Regions from separate parts of the Macaca mulatta genome. Here region 2 is linked to region 1. A link is a contact called in public Hi-C data. All regions are on one chromosome and are shown on one strand. The core of a region is the stretch at or near the end of the contact, and the rest is flanking DNA. Distances in the headings are between cores, read along the strand shown.

Region 1 (3,376 bases), core at 72-2,571:
TAAATGGTGGCTATTATGGCGGTGGTCGTTATTATTGTTCCTAAAGGCGCTGAGCACACGAGTGGAGCTCTAGCTGGCGGCTATTATTAGTTTCTTTCTTAGGTCCGGCTATTTCTTTCTGGGCATTGTTCAGATCTTTTACCAAGAGCTCGCGTCCTTATCAGTAGCCGAAGGACAGCCGGCCTTCCCGAGTTTGGAAAGATCGAGGTTCCCCCGGAGGAGGGCCAAGGACGCGGCAGCGGGCTGCCGGGACCGGGACCTCCCGAAGGAAGCCCGAGCCGCGCCGCCTCCGCCCGGGCCTCCATGAGCGCGCGTCAGAGCCGCAGTGACGTCGCCGGGCCCGCGGGCCGGGGGAGCGGCGGCCTGCACGTGCGGGGAGCCTGGAGGGGGCCGGGAGGGCAGGGGGTCGGGCCGCTCGCAGGAGGCGCCTCGGGCCGCGCGGGGCCCCTGCGCTCCGAGGCGGCCAGAAAAGCTGCGGGAAGGCCCGGCCTGGGTCCGCTGTTCCGCGCCTGCTCGCGCGCGGTGCGCTCCGGGCGCCGCCTGCCTGCAGCCCCGCGCGGAGGCCGGAGATGCCGACGCCCGCTCCGGGGCCAGCTCAGCCCGGCCGGGGGAGCTGACTTCCCGGCAGCCGCGCGGCGTCGGCGCGGTCCTTTGCGCCCAGTCCTTCTCGACACCCCACCCGCCTCGATCCCACTCCTCGCCTCCCCCCAGCGATTCCCTCCGTTTCTTCCCCCTCTGTCCTCCGTCCGGACCAGCTCGTTAGCTGTCAGCTGTGGTGAGCCACTCGCAAGAGGCACCTCCCACCTCCGGCTCCCCGCCTGCAGCCCGGGCGCGCCCATCCCGTCGCCCTCCCGACAGTTCCACGCTGTTAGCCCCGCGCGCACAGCCACTCGCCGCGTGTTGACCCGATTATTGTCCATCGCAGAGATGGCGCAACCGCCCGGCCCCTCGTCCCGAGGCCTCTCCTTCCCTCCTGAACACTTCTCCAGGCACTCTGCACTCCATCCTCATTCTCACTTCATCCAGACCTCCCCGGCGCCCAGCTCCCCTTGGCTGTTGACACATTCTCCTCAAAGGTCTCCCCTGCACGCCTGTCTCCTTCAAATCCATCCCCCTCGCTCTGCCAGAACAGCCACCTGCAACCCCTGTTTGGCCATGCCTCTCGGCTTGAGGCCGCTCCGTCTTCATGGACGCCCTCGTCTGCCATTTTCTACCCCATGCCTCCCTAGCTAGTCTCGGAGGCTGGAGCCCGCTGGGGCCACACTCTTGAAGGTCCTCAGGTCTTTGCTGCGGTTAGGCCCCATCCAGGGAATTTTCCCCTTCCTCCCTTCTTCCCCCTCACTCCCCACCCCCACCGGCTTCCTCTTACTCATCCTCCAGAACTCAAGATGTGAGTCACCTTTTCAAGAACGCCCTCCCTGTTCTGCTATCTGGCCCAGTGAAGTGTCCCTGGGCTGCCTGCTGATTTTGTCATATTTAGGGGAGAGGCTTGACCCTTCAGGATGGCCCGTGGGGTCCTGCACGGTCTGTGCACATCCACTTCGCCTCCCCTCCCCTCCCCTCAACTTCAGCTCCTTTCTTCCTCTGCTCTGGCCACACAGGGAGTCTCAGTTTCTGGCCCCTACCTCACCTTCCCAGTCCAGCCTCTTAGCGCAGGCTGTCTCTGCCTGAAACACCTTGCCGCCCTTCCTCTTCTACTCAATTTTCAGCTGTCATCTTAAGTAAGACTCAATTCGTCTGAGAAGCCTTCTCTGACCCACCCACCCCCAACTCAGTGGAATTCGCCTTTAATAGGTCAAAGTGCAATTCAAAAAAATTTAAAGCATACCAAAAAACTACAGCGAATAATATAATTAATCACTATTCTGTGTGCCTTCCCCTCCCCTCGCCACGTCTTTGTCAAAGCTTAACAATTGCTCTATTTTCTTCAGATCTTTTTTAAAGGACATAAAACCTCACAGATCTGGTTTTCTGAATTCATTTCTGTCCCTCCCCTATGGTAATCACTTTCTGTGTTTTATCATAGGAGTTTTATCATTCCTATGCATGCTTTTGTATTTTTGCTACATGTATTTGTGCCTGTAAGCACTTTACAGAATTGTTTTGTATGTTTTTAAACTCTGAAGAAATAGCATTATACCAAGTATATAATTGTGCAACTTGCTTTTTTCACCCAGCAGTATGATCTTGAAATGTGTTCACATGGATACACGTAGTTCTAGATTATGCAATTTTCACTGCCTATTGGGGTCCCATTATATAAGTTCACCATACTTTATTTACCAATGTCCTTCTGAAGGACATTCAACTTATTTTTAATTTTTTTTCTGTTAGAAACAATATTGTGATTAGTATTTTTTATAGCCATCCCCGTGTGTGAAAGTAAGTCTTCCAGTAGCCACTTGGGTGCAGAATTGCTGGGTTCAAGGCAGGGGAATTGGCAGCTTTACTCAGCATGGCTAAACGTTTTTTCAAAGTGGCTGTACCATTCACAGTCTGATAGCAATATATGAGAGTACCCATGCTTGGCATCCTCAACAACGTTTGGTATTGTCAGACTTCAAAATTTTTGCCAAGCTGATGGGTGTGAAACGGCCTTTCAGTGTTTTAATTTGCAATTCCCTGTTATCAAGTGAGACTGGGCACACTTTCATTTGTTTGTCGACCATTTCCTCATTTTTAACTTGCTCATTGGTTTATTTGACAGTGCTTCTGTCAGATTATCTCTTACCATGAGTAGGAGTTCTTTATATATTCTGCGTACTAATCCTCTGTCAGGCTGGGGCCCATCTGGTGTCTCTTATTGCGCTCAATTGCAATTTTAAGCATGTATAATTATTTGATTAATGTCTGACTTTCCTATTAGATGATAAGCACCAAGAGAAAAGGAACTGTCTCCTGCAACTAGTGCAGTGTCTAACATACACCAGGAGCTCAATAAATACTTCTGGAATGAATTGTATTGACATTATTATTATTATTATTATTATTATTATATGTTTGCTTCCTCAGCTGTCACCCTCAATGTCCCACAAGGCTATCAACTCCTTGAGAGTGATATTTTATTCATCTTTGTATCTCCAACACCTATCATAACACAACACATCTGGCACATTGTGTATACCCAATAATTTTAAATTAATTTCCTTTGAACTTTCTCTTCTTTCCCTCACCTTTCTCCTCACCCCATTTTTCTATCTTGAGCCCAGTTATATTACCTATACAATGAATAATAAAGACCTCCTAGGGTGTTGGTGAGAATCACCCGATACAGTGGATGCGTAAGTAGAGCAGTGCTTGGCACATAGTTGATGCTCAATAAGCGGTGACTTTCAGTATTCCTACAACAATCATTTTGGTGACTAAAGATACACTC
Region 2 (3,275 bases), core at 715-3,214, 120 kb after region 1:
TGGCTAATCAATGCCTGGAAAATGCGTAGTGGCAGATGCTACAAAAGTGCTGAGCCTTAAAAACAAAACCACCCCCACCCCCCCATTTGTATTCAGTTGAGGTTGGGGTTTATTGTTATTTAACATGCGAAGGCCAACACTATGTTAAGTCCAGCGTGCTGCACAGAACAGATAATATCACTGTCCAGTAGGGATTTTTTTTTTAATCTACGATTTTTACTTTTAAAAAATTTACTGTGGTTGGGGGTTTAGAATCCGGTAATACATCCATGCAAAAACGTTAAGCTTCAAGTTGAAAACTATCGATTCGAAAATCTAAATAAACCCCCTCCAAAAAAAAAAAAAAAAAGGGGCCCTCCCCCGCCCCACCAAGAAATCTCTCAAAACAAGAATTCTTCTGATGTTTTTCTCCTCCCTGCAGTTCTCCATGTTACAGTCCTTGGAGGTAGAATAGGCATAAAATACTTTCACTAATAAAATATGACAAACCGCCGGATTATACGTGGCCGATTCCCAGTGATTGCCCTGCTACACAAAGCAGAAAAGTAAATGCCATCATCCCCCTTAGAACAAAAGAACTTAGGAATAAAAAACATGGAGAGGGGGGAGAAAGCAGCAATAAATAAAGGTGAGCGAAGGCCCCCGTCCCCCGCCCCTCCCGGGAGCGAGTGCTGGACTAAGTACTGCTAATAAAGTGGTTCAAGGGTAGTTATTTGGAAAGGGGGCGGGGTGGCGAGGGGAGGGAGCGGGCGAGCGGCGGCCGGGGATTGCATGTTGCATTCGACTTGAGGTTGCATCTTTCTCCTGTTGCCTGGACCACGCTCCCCCATTGCAGTGCTTCCCCATCGCTTCTCCTCGCTCCTGCCCCTCACGGCTTCCCCCCACCCCCTTCAAACTGCTGTTGCACTGGAGGGAGTTGGGGCCGCTCCGGAGCCTCTTTGCAGCTCCCGCCGGCGGGAGGGGGGAGTTGGGCTCGGGCCGCGGAGTTGGGGGGGCCGCCGCGGGCTCCGGCCTCGCCTCGGCTGCGGCTGCACGGGAGCCGAGCTGCGGCGCTGCACGGGCCCGGGATTGCGGCGGCCCCGGAGTTTGGCCGCCTTCGCCGCCGCTCGGTGCTCGGCCCCATCACGGCCGCCGCCGCCGCTGCACTGGAGTTTGGCTGCCGCTGCCCTACTTCACTCTAGTTTAGTTTCACTCACTTTACATCCGGGTTTTTTCCCTAGGCAATGGGCGCCGCAGCACACCCCGTTCCTTAGGCAAAGTGAAATAAATTCGCCGCACCGACACGTCAAGTAGTCCGCCCGCCCGAGCGCCGCCGCGGGCCCCCGTCGCCCCCCCTGCCGCCGCCCCACTGCCCCCGGTGGGGGGACCCGAGCGTCCCGGGAGCCGCGGGCCGAGGCGCGGGGGCCCGGGCCGGCCGCCGTACCACTCCGCCCGGCGGCCCCCTCCCTCCCCGCCGCGGCCCGCTCTCCCCCGGCGCCTCCTCTCCCCTCGCCCTCGTCCCCGCTTTCCCAGCCCCAGTCCCTCTCGCCCGGCTCTCGGGAGCGGCGGGGGCGCGCACGGCGGCGGCGGCGGCGGGCCGGCGGGGCCGCGCGGCGGGCTCCCGCGCGGGCGAGTGTGTCTGGGCCTGGGCGGAGGGATCCCCGGGCTGAGGCGGCGGAGGTGCTGCGGCCCGGGGCCGGGTGGTGAATGGGCTGGTGGTGCTCGCTGCTGCTGCTGAGAGGAGGAGGAGGATGAAGAGTTGGGCTTGTTTGTCTCCCACAGTTTCTCTCCTGCTGCTCTGATTCCCCCCTCCCGATTCCGGCCCGGGGCCTGTGTGTGTCCCTCCTGGAGGAGGAGGAGGATCCAGTTCCTCCCCCCAACCCCCTCCTCCCCACCCCCCCTTGCCTGGGGAAGAGGAGGAAAGAAACAGCCCAGAGAGAGAGAGAGAGAGAGTGAGTGAGAGAGAGAGGAGAGGAGAGGAGAGGAGGAGGAGGAGGAGGGAGAAGGGAACAACCTACCATCTTAACACACTAATATCTAAAAAGTGCGAGAGGCCCAGAGCAGCAGCAGAAGCAGCAGCAGCAGCTCCAGCTTCTTCCCTCCCTCCCCATGAAGAAGAGTTCCCTCCTCCTCCTCCTCCTGCTTCTCCTGCTCAGAGTTCCTGCCTCCAGCTGCCAGGGGGGACAGCCAGCCAGCAGCAGGAGGGTGCAGTATCCCAGCTTTTCCATTCTCTCTTCTCCTCACTCTCCTCTCTCTCTTTTTTTCTGGAGTAGCTCTATTTCCCCTCCCTCCCCCTTCCCCCTCTGCCTCTCTCTTCTCTCCCTCTGTCTTGTCGCTGGTGTTTGTCTCTGGGAGGATCAGGGGCTGCCTGCTTGGAGTTTGTTGTGGGGGGAGGTAGGGGGAGGGGAGGGGTGTGTGGGAGGGAGGAAGGAAAGGGGGGTGTTCTCGTCAGGACCCCTCAGTCAACTTGAGATTTGAGCAATAACTTCCCCTTCGGGGCGCCCCCCTGCGTGCCCTTCCCATACCTCCCCCCCCGAAAAAAAAGACAATGGGAAAACCTTGGCTCCCCCCCTCCTCCCCTCTGCCCTCCACCCCTCCCCAGGATAAATTGGAAGTAAGTTTATGAGCAGCCTCGGGAGCCTGGGCGCAGAGTGCAGGGCCGGAGCGGGTGACAGAGGCGGCGTGCCGGGGGCGGCGGGGAGGGGGCGTCACATTGTCCCGGCGGGGGGCCGGCCGGGGGCTGCGGGCGGGGGCGGGGGGCACGGAGCTTCGCCCGCCCCCCTAGGCTGTCCTTCGGCCCGGGGAGGGTAGCTGGGGCTCCTCCATCCCCCCCACCCCACCCCGGGATGCTGTCGGGGGGAAGTTTTTATTATGATTATTTATTTAATTAAAAAAAATTTTTTTTTGGAAAACCATCTTGTTTGGTGACTGAGGGATCTGGTTTAAAAAAAAAAAAGCTGCGGCTGCTGACGCTGCCGGGCCCGAGTGTGTGTGTTTGTGTATGTGTGTGTGAGAGTGTGAGTGTGTTGGTGCATTTGTCTTGGGTGGCCGGAGCAGCGTTGGGGAAATTCCGCTTATTCTTCTTCTTCTGCAACTTGTTATTCCGGAGAGTCTGCCTGCACCCCTCACCCCGGGGCCGGCCCTCTCGCATTCGCCCCCGCCGCCGGCGGCTGCGGGGCGCCCCCGGGACCCCGAGCGGGCCGGGGCGGACAGGCCGCTCCGAGAGGGGCCGCGGCCGCCCCTCCCCCGCCCGCGCCCCCGCCGGGGGGAGGGGCGCGCGGAGTGGGACTCTTTCC

Evidence for each region. Hi-C and Micro-C count contacts between places; a contact is called where the count stands out from the background.
Region 2: a Hi-C map of fetal cortex germinal zone shows a contact between it and region 1, with 2.2 times the contacts expected there. The contact joins the promoter of PHF21A here to the promoter of LOC144334235 in region 1. A contact is called at or near these places in 3 of 14 Hi-C or Micro-C datasets (cortical neurons, fetal cortex germinal zone and fetal cortical plate).

What each region holds. Positions count from the first base shown.
Region 1 is chr14:19,377,316-19,380,691 of T2T-MMU8v2.0, forward strand. It overlaps LOC144334235, which reads right to left and starts at 1,322. Exons shown (of 5, transcript XM_077963066.1): 1 at 1-1,322. The coding sequence starts at 920. The coding sequence ends at 315.
Region 2 is chr14:19,492,988-19,496,262 of T2T-MMU8v2.0, forward strand. PHF21A (PHD finger protein 21A) reads left to right here and starts at 1,965. Exons shown (of 18, transcript NM_001265672.1): 1 at 1,965-2,184.